Regions from separate parts of the Mus musculus genome. Here all the other regions are linked to region 3. Evidence: chromatin contacts called from public HiChIP or PLAC-seq and promoter capture Hi-C data. All regions are on one chromosome and are shown on one strand. The core of a region is the stretch at or near the end of the contact, and the rest is flanking DNA. Distances in the headings are between cores, read along the strand shown.

What was found. Promoter capture Hi-C pulls out the DNA fragments that hold promoters and counts their contacts. HiChIP or PLAC-seq counts read pairs in DNA pulled down with a chosen protein or histone mark.
Region 1: a contact with region 3 is called in a promoter capture Hi-C map of embryonic stem cells, with 10 times the contacts expected there. The contact joins the promoter of Igf2os here to the promoter of B130016D09Rik in region 3. A contact is called at or near these places in 24 of 39 promoter capture datasets (the 3T3-L1 cell line, 3T3-L1-derived adipocytes, the C10 cell line and 13 more), 2 of 15 datasets of contacts at CTCF or cohesin (pro-B cells and stem cell-derived epiblast-like cells), 6 of 484 Hi-C or Micro-C datasets (cerebral cortex and embryonic stem cells), 13 of 115 datasets of contacts at active chromatin or transcription factors (bone marrow-derived macrophages, embryonic basal ganglia, embryonic forebrain and 6 more) and 4 of 9 other capture datasets (adipose tissue, embryonic stem cells, liver and 1 more).
Region 2: a contact with region 3 is called in an H3K4me3 HiChIP or PLAC-seq map of embryonic stem cells, with 19 read pairs. The contact joins the promoter of H19 here to the promoter of B130016D09Rik in region 3. A contact is called at or near these places in 9 of 39 promoter capture datasets (3T3-L1-derived adipocytes, the C10 cell line, the HPC-7 cell line and 5 more), 2 of 15 datasets of contacts at CTCF or cohesin (CD8 T cells and pro-B cells), 2 of 484 Hi-C or Micro-C datasets (embryonic fibroblasts and embryonic stem cells), 9 of 115 datasets of contacts at active chromatin or transcription factors (bone marrow-derived macrophages, craniofacial prominence, embryonic basal ganglia and 5 more) and 4 of 9 other capture datasets (adipose tissue, embryonic stem cells, liver and 1 more).

Annotation. Positions count from the first base shown.
Region 1 is chr7:142,656,624-142,661,375 of GRCm38.p6, forward strand. It overlaps Igf2os (insulin-like growth factor 2, opposite strand), which reads left to right and starts at 3,057. Exons shown (of 4, transcript NR_002855.3): 1 at 3,057-4,406. Igf2 (insulin-like growth factor 2) reads right to left here and starts at 873. Exons shown (of 4, transcript NM_001122737.2): 1 at 765-873.
Region 2 is chr7:142,576,818-142,581,170 of GRCm38.p6, forward strand. H19 (H19, imprinted maternally expressed transcript) reads right to left here and starts at 1,329. Exons shown (of 5, transcript NR_130974.1): 1 at 12-1,329. It overlaps Mir675 (microRNA 675), which reads right to left and starts at 330; the gene lies at 247-330.
Region 3 is chr7:142,280,723-142,285,477 of GRCm38.p6, forward strand. B130016D09Rik (a long non-coding RNA gene) reads left to right here and starts at 2,741. Exons shown (of 1, transcript XR_003946899.1): 1 at 2,741-4,755. It overlaps Gm45889 (a long non-coding RNA gene), which reads left to right and starts at 2,492. Exons shown (of 2, transcript XR_870059.2): 1 at 2,492-2,744. It overlaps Gm10013 (keratin-associated protein 5-1), which reads right to left and starts at 217. Exons shown (of 2, transcript XM_011242029.2): 1 at 1-217. The coding sequence starts at 217.

The DNA of each region.
Region 1 (4,752 bases), core at 1,807-4,306, 380 kb after region 3:
TTGGGAGGCTAAACACCCCATTTTGGAGGGACACACCCCCTCCACAGGCTATGTGGCTACAGGCGGGGACAATGGTTAGCTAGCTTTTTTAGTGGTGGGAGGCCACGATGACCCACAGTAAGCCACCCTTGACCCTTCAGTTAAGTAGAGCCCTCCAGGCCGCAGCCTCAATCTCTGCTCCATAGGCCCAGGGGATTTCTTGCTGCAAAGAAACATGTGAGAGACCAGTGCGGAATAATCAAGAAACAAATTTGTTCGAGCTCCCTTGGGTAACTAAAAGTCATCTTTGCCCACTTCATCAAGACCCAGACCGATCCTCCCAATACCCTCTGTGCCACCAACCACTTGCGATCAGCAGGCTATAGCTACAGCAGTTAGTTCTGGGGGCGGGGGGCAGGCAGACGGAGCTGACCTCGAAGTCCCTTCCCAAAGCCAAGACCACACTGGCTGGTTCAGCCCAGGTGTCCAGGAGAAGCAAGCAGGAGATTGACCAGGAGGCAAGGGACAGGTGAGGGCCCAGGGAAGGCCCGAATTTGTTGGAGTGGGGAGGCAGAGAGGAAGGAAAAGTAGAGGACTGGGCAGGTAAGGAAGCCTGGATCTAGTGGGGGGCATAGGACAGAGGCTGAGGGAGAACGAAGGCTTGGGAGAGGTAGCAGGCCCGGCTGCAAGGGCAGAGGCCTCAGGCTACCCGGTGCCCTGACCACCCCACTGGGCAAGCCGGAGTGGGGATGGCAGCAGGGTCCTGGCTCCACAGCCCTGGTTACCTGAAGTTGGGTAAGGAGGCCGCTGGGGCTGGAAGAGGATGAAGACAGGAAAAGGCTGGAAGGTTCTCACAGGAGAAGCTAATGTCCAGTTTGCGAACTGGTCAGTGCCTCCGCTTTTTATGTCTGAGTGGCTCCTCCCAGTCCCGGCTCCACCCTACCCCCCACCCCCTCCCTGCTGACCACTCCCCCCGCCCCCTTTGCACCCGCCCCCTCCCTCCTTCCAGCCAGTCCCTTTTCTCCTGCACCCCCAAGAGCTAGCCTTGGACCATTCCTTAGCAAAGCACCACCAGTGGGAGGGGGGCCTCATCGTGCGCCCCCAGCCCTTTCTGCACAGACCAATGGGGGGAGGGAGGGGGCTCCTTCCCACATCCTCCTATGGAAAGTTACACCCAGTAAAAGGCAGGGGCAGTTATTTCTCTTTGAACTGTAACATTTCTGCCCTTCTGAGCCCGAAACCGTCCCCTCTCCCCCCAACATTCCAGGTTGGGAATGTTGGGGACAGAGTTGGGGTGTGTGGGTGGGGGGAAAAGCTAACTGTGGGGTCTGGCTTGACTCTTTTACCAATTTTGGGGGGCTCTTGGCCCCGCCCACCCACTTTTCCTTCCTGTCTCATTGGCACAAAGTCAACATACCAGGGTGGGCTTCGGAGACTCTGCCCCCCTCCTCATCACTCAGCACCCTTGGGGGGGGGTGTACAGGGCCTGCACAGCACGAATCGTACATTTTATGCAGCTCATCCATCCCCCCCTTCCCCAACACACAGTAAAGCACCAGGAAGTCTCCTGTGAGTTCAACTTACACACCCCCTCCCCAACAGCCCCCATACCCCCGCCCCTTCCCCCACTCCATGGCGCAAGGGGGAACAAAAGTTTGCTTAGGGAACGAGCCCCCAGCCCCCCACCCACCGCACCAGTCCCGCCATGCCCAAGCCGGGCTCTGCGCACCCCCCACTCCCAGGGCCCCTGAGAGCCCTTACCTGGAAGCCGGCGACGCTGCCGCCCATCTCCCTGCTGCGGGTATGCAAACCGAACAGCGGGCGAAGGCCCTTCTGCCGGGCACTCCTCTGCCAGCGCCGCTCTGCCCGAGTCGCAGAGGCCGAATGTGCGACGGGACAGAACGGGGAGATGGCTTTTTTGGTGGGGAGGGGGGCGTCTCTTCTGCTTCTTTAGGGTATCTTAGGGCTGGGGCGGGCCAGATATTGTACTTTCGGGGGGGAAAAGGTATCGGGAAATGAGGTCAGCTGTTGTATCAAGGATAGTTGGGGGGCAGAGATAGTGAGAGAGACAGAGTGAACGTGAAAGGGGGGGACCACAGAGAGGGAGAGAGGGAGAGAGGACAGCGAGAGGCGGGTAGGCTCACAGCGGGAGAGGACAGCACGGAGAGAAACAGAAAGCGTATAATTAATCCACTTGGGTAGGCGAAGGCAGAGGGCGGACGTGAGGGGGAGGGAGTCTGAGGCGAGGAGGAACGGGGAGGGGGCAGGAGGGGAGCTTAGGAAAGGTGGCGGGTAAGCGGGTGCGCGAGGGGGGGCGCACCCTAAGCAGAGGAGAGGATGCAACTTCGAAGGACCGAGGACGGTGTTGAGGGGGGAGGAATGGAGGCGTCACCCCGGCCACGGGCACCCAGCTCGGTTAGGGTCGACGGAGCCCTCAGCCGTCGTAAGCCCGGGCTTCTTGTGGGGGGGACAGGCGTGGCGGCGCCTCAGCTGCTCGGGACTGCAGCGAAAAGAGGGGAGCAGCCGGGCTGCGCACCGGGGAGGGCTGGGAGGGGAAGCGCGGGGGATGACAACGCCGGCGACCTGCAAGCCGGACTGCCTGCGGTGGGGACCGCCTCCTCTGGCGAAGCAGGAATGGGGTGTTGAGGTAGATAGAGGAGGAGGCGGTGGGGAGATCCGCAGGCCCGACGGAGCGCGGCCCCGCCGACGGCGCCCTGCACAGGAGTTAGCAGCAGCGAGGTGGCGGACGGCGTCGACGCGGGGCCGCCAGCCCGGATGGAGGCGCTGGCGGGCCGAGCGCGGGCGGGCGTGGGCCAGGAGGCGGGGGCGGCCGGAAGGGGGGGCCGGGGGCCGGCCTGGCCTCACGCAGCTCCGCCGGAGAGCAGGCGAACTCCGGGCGCCAACGCCCGGTTCTTATAGCCGCGCCACCCCGCGGCTCGGCGCCCGCTCGGGCCCCGCTGGCCTTACGCCCGCGCCAATGGGCGTCCGCAGGGCCCTCGCCCCGCCCCGGGACCGCCCCCGCAACTCGAGCCACGCGGGGAATGCGGGTCGGGGGCCCTGGGCACGGGGGTTGCCGGTGGGGGGGGGGAGTGGAGTGCCTGGTGGCAAAGATGGGGGGGGGCTGTGCGCCCCAACAGGCCCACTAAATCCTGGGTGTCTATCCCTAAAAATCGAGGTCCCATGTCATGTTTCCGGGGTGCCCTGTGCTTGTGCAACATGGGCGCGTGGTGCGAACCAACGTGCGTGGCACCCTAGGCCTCAGTGGTAGTGGCAGGACCTGTGCTCAGTTAGAGGGTTACAAGGTAGGCGCATCCCGGCCGACTGAGTTAAGGCGCAGGTAGCTGGGTAGAGGGTTCTCACAGGGACCTACTTGCTAAGCAGGGGACAGTCCCCTGGATCGGCTGGGGGGGGGGGGGGGAGCGCGCAGCCTCCACCTGCCTGAGCAGGCAGGGCGGGCTGTGAGGCACCTCGAATAGCAGCCAGATAGATCTTACTAAGCGCCCCTAACCTCTGCTTTGCCTGGGATCTCCTAGCAGCCTTTGGGGGGCCACCAGGTGCACCATGAAGGGAAGGCTGGCTTGGCCACGCCAAATCTGGGCCCCGCGTGGAGCCCCCGCACAATGTCTGCGCCCTTCAGCAGAAAAAGAAGCAGGGCGGGAAACGTAGCTCAAACCAGACCTGTAAACCAGAGCTCACTGAAGTGCTTCTAAGCGGCGCGCCTTTGGGACCCCACCCAGTATGAGCAGATAACAGTTCCCTGTCCTCAGCACTTTGAATTTGCTTAGTTGCAGGTTCGGCCCCAGGGGCCAATGCGATAATTCCGGGCTATTAAGAAACTCTCCCCGGGTGGTTTCAGATATAAGAAGCCATTGTGATTTTTACCAAGTCAAAATCACTTCTAAACCGGTGCACCTTGTTTCCCTCTCCCGACCTCCGCACCTCTAGGCCTCTAAAGGGCCACTACTGGCGGAAACCAGTGCACCCGGGGCTAACCTCCCGGCCCGACCATCAATCACCGCGCCCGCGCTCTACACTCGCTTCCCCAAGCCCTCGACCTGTAGGGTTGGAGGCTCCAAGCCGCCCGAGCGCTCTGCCCTTCCCGCTTCCTGGCCGCCCAGGCGCTTTCCCTACCACCGCGTTGTTTGCAGAGTGCACACAAAGTGGCGCGCGTTTCGGAGCGCCCAGCCCAAAGGAGCGCTGCCGCCGAGGGAGAAGCCAGCAGCCCGCTCCCGCGCTACTCCGCAGCAGCCCTGAGGACAAACTGCGAGGTAGCCGGTGCCCCGCAGTGGAAGAGCTGGGGCACGAGGGAGCGCGCCACGGGGAGCTCACCACAAGGCCGAAGGTCGGGTCCGCTGGCGCAGGAGGATCGGAGGAGAAGGGCGGGAGAGCGGATGAAGTGGGAGCTGCTGAAGTGGACGCTGCTGAAGGTGAGCGAGACCCCAAGGGCAGTCCCCAGTGAACCGGGGCAACGCCCAGTCCGTTGGAAGACCCGGGGACAATGCCCAAATTTGGGGGAAACTGGGGGCAATGCCCAGTCGTTTTCCTGGACACGGGAGCAACACTGCCCACGTCCTGGCCGCCGCGCAGTGTCCAGTGCGTGTTTGGGGCACACACACTTTTCCAAAATCTGTGCTGCCGCTGGGACACCGTAGGAGAAGTGACGAGGCCGATACCACTGTTATGCGCAGGACGGGAAGCTGCCGAAAGTGGCCAGCGGAAACAATGATCAAATTTCGGGGATCCCAAGTCAGACCCTTGTCTGATTTGCGGTCC
Region 2 (4,353 bases), core at 79-2,578, 290 kb after region 3:
CAGACACTTACCCTAGTCTCCAGTCCGAGCTCTTCGAGACACCGATCACTGCTCCGTCGCCGCCCGCAAGGCCCTCCTTGGCCACGGACTCTGGAGGCCAGTGCCTCCCTGGCTCACCACCCCAGCTACTCGCTCTACCTGCACCCAACCTCCCTCCCTAGAAACTCATTCATTCTGCCCCGCCTGCCTCGCCTCGTCTGGCTTCATCCTGTGCCCTTGACTCCCCTGGAAATGTTCTGTCTGTCATGCCAGACCCAGGGACTGAGCGGTTAGGGCATACAGTGTACCAAGTCCACTGTGGGCCCTTTCCGCACCAGTCCCTGGGCCGCAGTGCCTCATGGGAATGGTGTGTCTGCAGGCTGGACCCACTGCAGCCTCCTTGCTGTAAAATCCCTCTGGAGTCCGATACCTGCAGCCCCCACTCCCCTTCTGGTGACACCCTGCACTGCCCTTCTTTTCCATTCTCCAGTTATTGAGGCTCTGGCAAACTTGGGACTTTGCCAGAGCCACTCTTGAACCTTCTTCTAAGTGAATTACGGTGGGTGGGATGTTGTGGCGGCTGGGGACCCATCTGTGTCTTGTGACCCCATCTTGCCCTGTTTGACCCCAGCCTAGAATGCTTCTGTTCTTGCTGGATCCCATGGTCTCTGCCACTGTCTCCAAGGACTCCTATCACCTCCCTGGAGGCAGCGGCCTCAGTCTTTACTGGCAACCCTGCACCTCTTCTTTCTTCTCTCTAAGAGCTCTTTCCACCTGGGGTCGCCAATGGTCCCCCAGCCTCCTTCTGTCTCGGCTCCCCCCGAGACGATGTCTCCTTTGCTAACTATCCTGCCTTTCTATGTGCCATTCTGCTGCGAGGCCAGCCGCTTCTTCTCACCAGGCCCCCTCTCTAAACCTTCGTTTAGAAGGTCAGTGGAGCGAGGCCAAGAGAGAAGAAGGAGACTCACCTGCCCAGCAGACGGCGGTCCTCACCTGCCCACTGCTGCCAGCTATACCTTCACTGCCCAGGTCTGGGGTCGAACCCTTCCCAGCAGCTCCCCTTTATCCGACCAGCCGCCACGTCCTGTAACCAAAAGTAACCGGGATGAATGTCTGGCTCCCCATTCCTCTCCAACCCTAGCTCAGGCCCTTCAGCTTCACTCCGATGTTTTCCAGCCTTTGCGATGCCTTTGCTCTGCCTGAGCTAGCCCCTCAGTCCTTCAACATTCCTGCCAGACTCCAGATGCCGAGGTGCTCCTCGGACCCCACGACTCTCCTCCAGCTCTCCCATCTTCCCCAGTTTCCCCGATACCCCCCACCCCCACCCCCCACCCCCCTCCCACACCCGGTGCTTCGGGCCCTCTAGCCCGGGCTTTTTCTAACTGGAGTGGCTCCGCCCAGAATTCCCGCCCCTACTCTGTCAACCAATCAGTACATGGCCCCGCCGGGGCCCCCGCAGGGCCCACCTCCACCCTGTATCGTTCCAGCGCACGTTCGCCTCACCCCACACCCGCACCCGTCCTGAAATTCTCCAAAGACAGCCTCACCACAACTCCCACTTTGGAATCCCTTAGACAGGGCCTGGCATTGTCCCCAGATATCTCCCTTGATGTCGAGAACATATAGCCCCGTAGCCTGCTGAAGCCCTTCATAGAACGGTGGTGCCCCAGGCACCCTGCCACACTGAAGCTGCCCTTTACTCAGTTTGTATAATGACCACAATGGGAATTTGAGGGCATGGGTCTCATACTATCCCACGGAGTATGAACAGCCTACGAGTGGCTAACCCCCAGCCTTTGTCCTAGTCTGCTTGACTGACCTTATCTGGCCGCAGTGGTTTCAACAAGGTAGTAGCTAATTTGGGCACTCCTCACCGTCCCTTTTCTGGGTGAGTCGTCACGTTTGTCAGGACTCTCTTGCGATGAGTTTTATTAGTTATCTTACAGTCTGGTCTTGGTCACCCCAGTCAACCGGAGGCACAGTATGGTCTCCCTATCCTACTGAAGTACTACTATCAGTGATAGAATGGGGACAGGAGAGATGCCCTGTCCCTCCAGCCACGTGCGTGCGTATACCATTGCTCTTAGCTTCTGTTGAAAGTTATGCAGCTGAAATCCACAGAGTCAGCATCCACAAATCAGGGCACCAGAGAGTAGAGCAGCTCTAGATGGAAGTGACCGGAGCTCCAGATGGGAGGAGGACTCAAGGGCTGACCAGTCATGACCACTCAGCAGTGGTTCTCACCTATGTGAGGTGCAATAGCACCTTGGCAGATCCTCAGCCTAGTGGCTGCATGTCAGCTGAGTACTCATTTCTGGCTCCTAGTGATCCTTCATTTTTACTCTGTGAAAAGCCCTGGTCATTGCTGTGGGTGGACCCTAAGTTATGATACTGACGGACACCTCCAATTTGGTCATAAATAGACCCCAGCCTCTATTATCTTGGCGCTGTAATGTGTGTCTGTGCTGTCACCTTGTGGTGGTTGTGGCTATCTCTGCGCTCTTAAACAAATGATCCTTTTCAGAGATCGGTATATAAGATGGAAAAGAATGACCCCATCTTCTAATGAGCCTCAAGAACCCTGGCAGCATCAGCAGACTAAAGGCCGAGGGTTGGCCATCACATGTAAGCTATTCACTGGTGTGGTGGCAGTTGGTCTCTGTCTCCCATCACCCCCCACATCACCCTTGCTATACTCCCCTATACTTCCCACTATATCCTCCCCACTACACCCCTGCTATATCCCCCCTGTCATCCTCCCCACCATACCCCTTGCCATACCCCCCACCATACTTCCCCTATGGCCCCCATACTCTCTGCTATACCCCCACTATACCCTCCCTGCTATACCCCCACTATACCCCCGCTATGTCCCCCACTATACCCACACTATACCGCCCCACTACACCCCCATTATACCCCCACTATGCCCCTCCTGCCATGCCCCCCACTATGTCCCCCATTATGCCCCCGCTATGCCCCCGCTATACCCCCACTATAACTCCCTCTATATCCCCCGCTATACCCCTACTATACCTCCCACTATACTTCCACTATACCTCCCCATTATACCCCCTCGCTATAACCCACGCTATACAACCCCACCATGCCACACCCGCTATGCTCCCTCTTGCTACCCACCCTCCTGCTTCACTTCAAACTAAGCGGATCCCTGACTTCTCCTAGTCTCTAATCTCAGCTTTGCAACTTCTTGCTACAGTTCCTAGGTTACCTGGGACATTGCAATGGTTGAACCCCAGCCTCTGCTTTTATGGCTATGGGGTTTCGGTGGACGCACGCACGCGGCAGTTTCTATGTCTCCCGCCTATAACCGATTCTGTATTGAGTTTGGATTGAACAGATCTGGCTAGCTTGAGGAGTCCCAAGGCAGAAGGGGACCATTCCGTAAGTGCACAAATGCCTGATCCCTTTGTTGAACCTGGGGTACTCAAAGCTTTGTCACAGCGGACCCCAACCTATGCCGCGTCTGCCGAGCAATATGTAGTATTGTACTGCCACCACGCGGCATCGTCTGTCCATTTAGCTATAGCCAAATCTGCACAGCGTGGAGAGTGAACCGATCGATCGTGAAGGGCGCAAGACTGAAGGAGCTACCCAAGAAATGTGTGTTGTACCACCCCATGACCCTTATGAATCATTGAATGCTATGCCTGAGTGACCCATGAGTTTGCCATAGGTGAACCGCAATTTTGGTCACCTCTATGATAAAGTATGTGGGACTGCACTGGTCGCTGCTCGGCAACTTCGGTCTTACCAGCCACTGACGATCTCGGGCTGTGTAGGGAATGAGTCAAGTTCTCTGGTTCAGTGTGTAAGGGAACCATTCCAGAGGTGCACACATCTTACCACCCCTATGAATCCCTATTTGGGTGACCCTGGGATATTGCTGGGAATGAATCGCTCCCCCCAAGTTGGCAGCATTTGGGCCACGATATATAGGAGTATGCTGCCACCGCGCGGTAGCATCCGTTCCCTTGTTGCACATAACAGCTTCTATGCCTTCCTATAGTGAGCCACACTGGCTGGTTTTGGGGTTCAGTGACCAAAGGGACCCCCTCCAGAAACACAAGTGTTCCAACCTCTTATAAACCATATCGACCACTGAGGCATAGCGGCTTCGGACATTGCTGTGGGCGAACCCGAACTTTGGCCCTTGGACATTGTCATGGGCAAACCTTAACTTTGGCTGTCTCTGGAACATAATGTTTAAGATGACAGTCACCAGCGCAGCAATTTGGTCTTTCCACTCACAACGGCTTTTGTGCTTTCTGGCATCGAACCACATGCACTGGTTTATGGGGTCTGAGACCAAAGGAGACCATTCCGGAAGGGCATAGGTGTCCTGCCTTCTGC
Region 3 (4,755 bases), core at 1,491-3,990:
TGGAGCCACAGCTGCCACATCCACCACAGCTGGAGCCACAGCCTCCACAGCTGGAGCAGGAACAGACAGGAACACAACAGCACACAGGCTTACAGCAGCACACAGGTTTGCAGCAGCTGGAGCCACAGCCTCCACAGCCTGAGCCACAGCCCCCACAGCTGGAGCCACAGCCCCCACAGCTGGAGCCACAGCCTCCTGAACAGCCACAGCAGGTCATGGCTCTGGTGTTTGGTTGAGGATGGAGTAGATCAGAGGAGCAGGTGGAGAGGAAGGTGTGCTGGTGTGGAGCCTTCTGACCCTGGGGTCTTTATATCCTGCCCAAGTCAGGTGTGAGGATGCCCATGCTCACTTCCTGGATCCTGGATGTGTCATAGCTTAGGATTCTCTTGTGCATGGTGTTGTCTGGTCCTATATATTACTTGTTTCCCTTTTCCTTTCTCAAGCAGACTACCTCATCTTCCTTCCCACAGATGTTCCCATTAACTTGTAAACATTAACAAGTGTCCATCAGAAGATGCCCAGCCCCCTTCCTTTGAGCTGTAAAGAGACATGGGCAAACCTTGTTCCCATCCCATCCCATCACTAGCACTTCCTGCTGTTTGTGTGCCTGCCTCCTGGGTTTCAGGCTCCACTTGCCCACCTCAGCACTCACTCTCATCAGGCTGTAACATTGGTGGCTTCCTCCTCTGACCTGAAACCTGTGACTCACAGGTCACTTGGTCATCTTCTTCTCCTGGGCTATGCCAGACCTTGGTATTCACAAGCGGGATTTGAGGGAATTGCCCCATCCTTTCTTCCCAACATGACTTTCCTTTCTTAGAAAATATCATCCTGTGTAAGTGTAGTGTTTTTCAACAAACTAGAGTGTGGACATGTATGTCTTTCATCCCAGCATCTGGGAGCCAGAGGCAGACAGATCTCTGTGAGTTCTAAGCTAGCTGGGTCTTTATAGAGAGTTACAGGTCAGCCAGAGTTACAAGGTCACAGCACAGATCTAAATCTAGAGGGAGGTTCTGAATTCCCAGGTTCTTCTACTGTATTCCAGTGAGTTGTATGGACCCATGGGCAGGTAAAGGATGGGAGGGGATTCATTCCTGGGGAAGATTCCACCTTATGAGAGCCATGAGAATGATGGGTTGGTAATGGGCATGACCATACTTTGACCAGGACTGCTTAGCTATGGACACCTCCTCTCCATTTAAATCTGAATATCAAGTAGGGATGCCAGAGAGTGGCCCTCTCTGTTCCCCTTTCAATGTGGCCACCTCTACTAAGTGTCTCTTCTCTGTGTTTTGTTATTACTAGTCTGTGTAACTGTGCTGTGGAGGAAGGGTGGTTGAACCTTGATTTTTAGAGCTCCAGGGCCCAACCTCCAGATCCTAAGTATTTCACTGAGGATTTGAGTAGACAGTCAAGATATGCTCACAGCTAGGTGACCTGGGTTGGAGCGAAGTATAGGGATCCACCCTGGGGCAGTATTACTTTGCCTGACAAAGTTTCTCATCTTCCCAGTCAACCAGTATTAGCTATTTTGACTCTACAGGGTACAGCAGAGAAATAAATTGAGTTTTTTGAGAGCATCAGCCTTTCTTGGCCATTGGTGAGCTTAGCTGGGAAGTTCATATGAGGAAGAAGGACCCTTCCTTCATAAGAGAGTCCTTGGGGCTCAGAGCAGCAAAGGTGACATGGAGTAATTTACAACTTTGCAAATCTGGTCCTCAGCACCCTGTGGCACCCTGAATGAATGCAGAGCACATCTTAACAATCCTCCTGCAGGGGACATCACTCCCTCCCCTTCCTTTTTAGCTGAGTAATCAGGAGGGCACAGTCTTACCCAGCAGCTGGTCTCATCTTTCTGCTGCTCTGCTTTGTCTTTTGGTGAACACATTCGTATGTGGGTTCATCTCTTTATTTCCTATCCTGCTTATTTTTGACCTTATTATGTACTCAATCTTGCAGGGCAAGCTTGATTTTTAGTGTGTACTATAAACACCTAATTTGGTTGCATGTTAGTGAGAGACTTGGGTGTAGGATGACTAGCAGGGGTCCTGTTTTATTTTGTTTTGTTTATTTGTATGAGGACATAGATGGGCACCCTAAATGTTGGAGACCATACCATAAGAAAGTAGGCCTTTCAAAGTTTTCCACCCTAACAAGCCAAATGGCCTTGTGCTAAGGAGCTGGTCTTCACCCCCTCCTCCCTGTTTCCTTCCTGGCACCTGAGGCTGTAAAAAGCTGAATTATAGTCCCCTCTTCCTTATCTCTTCCTGACTCCCAAGACTTCAAAGGACATGAGTTACAAGCTGAGCCCAGCCTGACACCCAAGGCTGTTAAGGAGGATTCTACATTCCAGAGATAAGAGTGCCTGGCCGCCTGCAGTTTGAATTAGGCCTTCATGTCCCCAGATGCCCACTTCTTTGTTCTTAGTTGATCCCCCTCAACCCCTCCCTATTCCCCTTAAAACCTGGCATTTCAGCCTAATAAACTGAGACCTTGATAGGAACCCTTCTTTGTCTCTGCGTCTCCTTCCTTTCCTCGCATTTCTCTTCAGGTTTGTGGTCCCCCTTGCACCCAGGAAGAACTGGGTCCTGCTGGGTGGGACAAGTGGCGCCTAACTGAGGTTCGGAGCGTTTTGCCTTAGGTGGAGATTACGGAGTTTGACTCCCCCAGAGAAGTTCGTAGGGACCCCAAGAAAAAAGAAGTGAAGGACTGCTTCAGCAGCTCACCGGAGAGAGAAATCCTTGGTAAGTGATTCATCTCCACTGAGAAATGGGAACTAAGCTTTCTAAAGAGGCAGCCTTTATAAAAGGCTTAAAGGTGGCTCTCAGGGAAAGAGGAGTTAGAGTTAAAAAGAAAGATTTGATAAACTTTTTTATTTTCATAGACCAGGCAGGTCCATGGTTTATTATAGATGGCGCAGAGATACATTGTAAGAAATGGATAAGAGTAGGAAGAGAATTAAGTGAAATTTTGGCAAAGCAGGACCCCGATGCTATTCCTGCAAATATATTTACTTATTGGAGTCTAATCCGTGATTTAATACAAAGTGCAGTTGATGATCCAGAGAAACAGCAGCCTTTGTCAGTGGCAGAATATTGCCTCTGTCCCCTGTCTCTGGAAGCTTCAGAGAGCTCCCTCCCTACTAAAAAGCCTCCAATAGCTGCAGACAGGCCCGAAGTCCTGCAGACTGCTCTCTACCCCCATATCCCGGTAAGCGCATTGCCTGCTGACCCGCCACTGATCAATCTAGAATTTAAAAAATCTTTGGCTGAAAGCCCTTTAATTTCTGGGGACACAGACACTTTAGAGGAAGAGATAGTCCGTCCCCGTAAGCCCGAGCGATTGCCGGGCGCTTCAGCTCCTCCCTGCAATGCCTCGTCCTACCTGCCACCAATCTGCGCTCCCGAGCCGTGGCCCCAGGCGCTGCCGGTCCCTACTCTCATTGATGCTAAAGACAAGCTCGCGTCTCAGGTAGCAGGATTACAAGAAGTTTTAGAGCTCCAGCAACAGTACGCCCGCCTTTCCACAGAGCTCGCTTCACTCCAAAATTCTTTAAAAGAGACTATCCTTGCCCCTCCCCCAGCCTCAGCCTCGGGCGGCGTAAAAAAGAAAGCTCCGCGAGCGGTAAAAACTAAAACATTGGCTTCCCCCGTAATTACTCGCTCCACGAGAGCTGCTAGCTACGACCCGCCCACTTCTACGGCGGAGACACAGCCCCCAGCCACCCGTGCCGAATCTGCTTCTGCAGAAATTGGGCCTTTAGAAAGGCCCCAGGCCGACCTCTCCTCGGACACTAACAGCGAGGGCGGAGAAGATTATGAGTGTGAAAACGAAGTAGAACGTGAGCCAGAGGAACAAATTTCTGCTCCTGTCCAACAAACAGAATTCCGCAGACTACGTTTTAAGCTCTTAAAAGAGCTTAACTCTGCGGTTAGAACTTATGGCCCATCTGCCCCCTACACGCTTTCGCTCCTAGAAGCTCTTCCGGGAGGCGAACATATGCTCCCTAGTGAGTGGATCAAAGTAATCCAAACTGTGTTAACACGCGGGCAATTTCTCTCATGGAAAGCCGATTTCCTCGATCGGTGCCAGACAATTGCAGTGGCTAATCAGAAAAATCCTCGGGCGCCATCTGCTGGCTGGACCTTTGAAAAGCTTTCTGGTCAAGGTAAATACGCGACAGAAGCCAGGCAAAAACACTTCTCTGTGGGTCTTTTGGCTCAGACTGCTAATGCAGCCCTGGGAGCTTGGCGCGGTATTCCTATGAAAGGTTCAGTTATTACGCCTCTAACCAAAGTCATTCAAGGAGCCCAGGAAGACTATAGTGATTTTGTGAGTCGTTTGCTTGAGACTGCAGAGAGGACCCTGGGTCATGCAGACAATAAACTTGTTAAACAATTGGCTTATGAAAATGCTAATTCGGCATGCAAAGCTGTCTTGCGCGGTAAGATTAGAAACAAGGATCTTAATGAGATGATTCATCTTTGCCGTGATGTAGATATGTTCACTCACAAAATGTCCCAGACAGTCAGTCTTGCAATGGGTGCAGCTCTTCAGCCTGTTATGGCATTAGGCGCGGCTCTTCAGCAAGCCAGCCGGCAGAAAAGCTGTTTTAAATGTGGTCAGCCTGGACACTTCGCACGACAGTGTCCCACTGCGCTTTCCCTTAACGGTGCTCCAGCACCACCTACTGACTATTCTTCTCGGCCTACACGGCCCAATTTTCTTTGTCCACGCTGCAAAAAAGGCAAACAT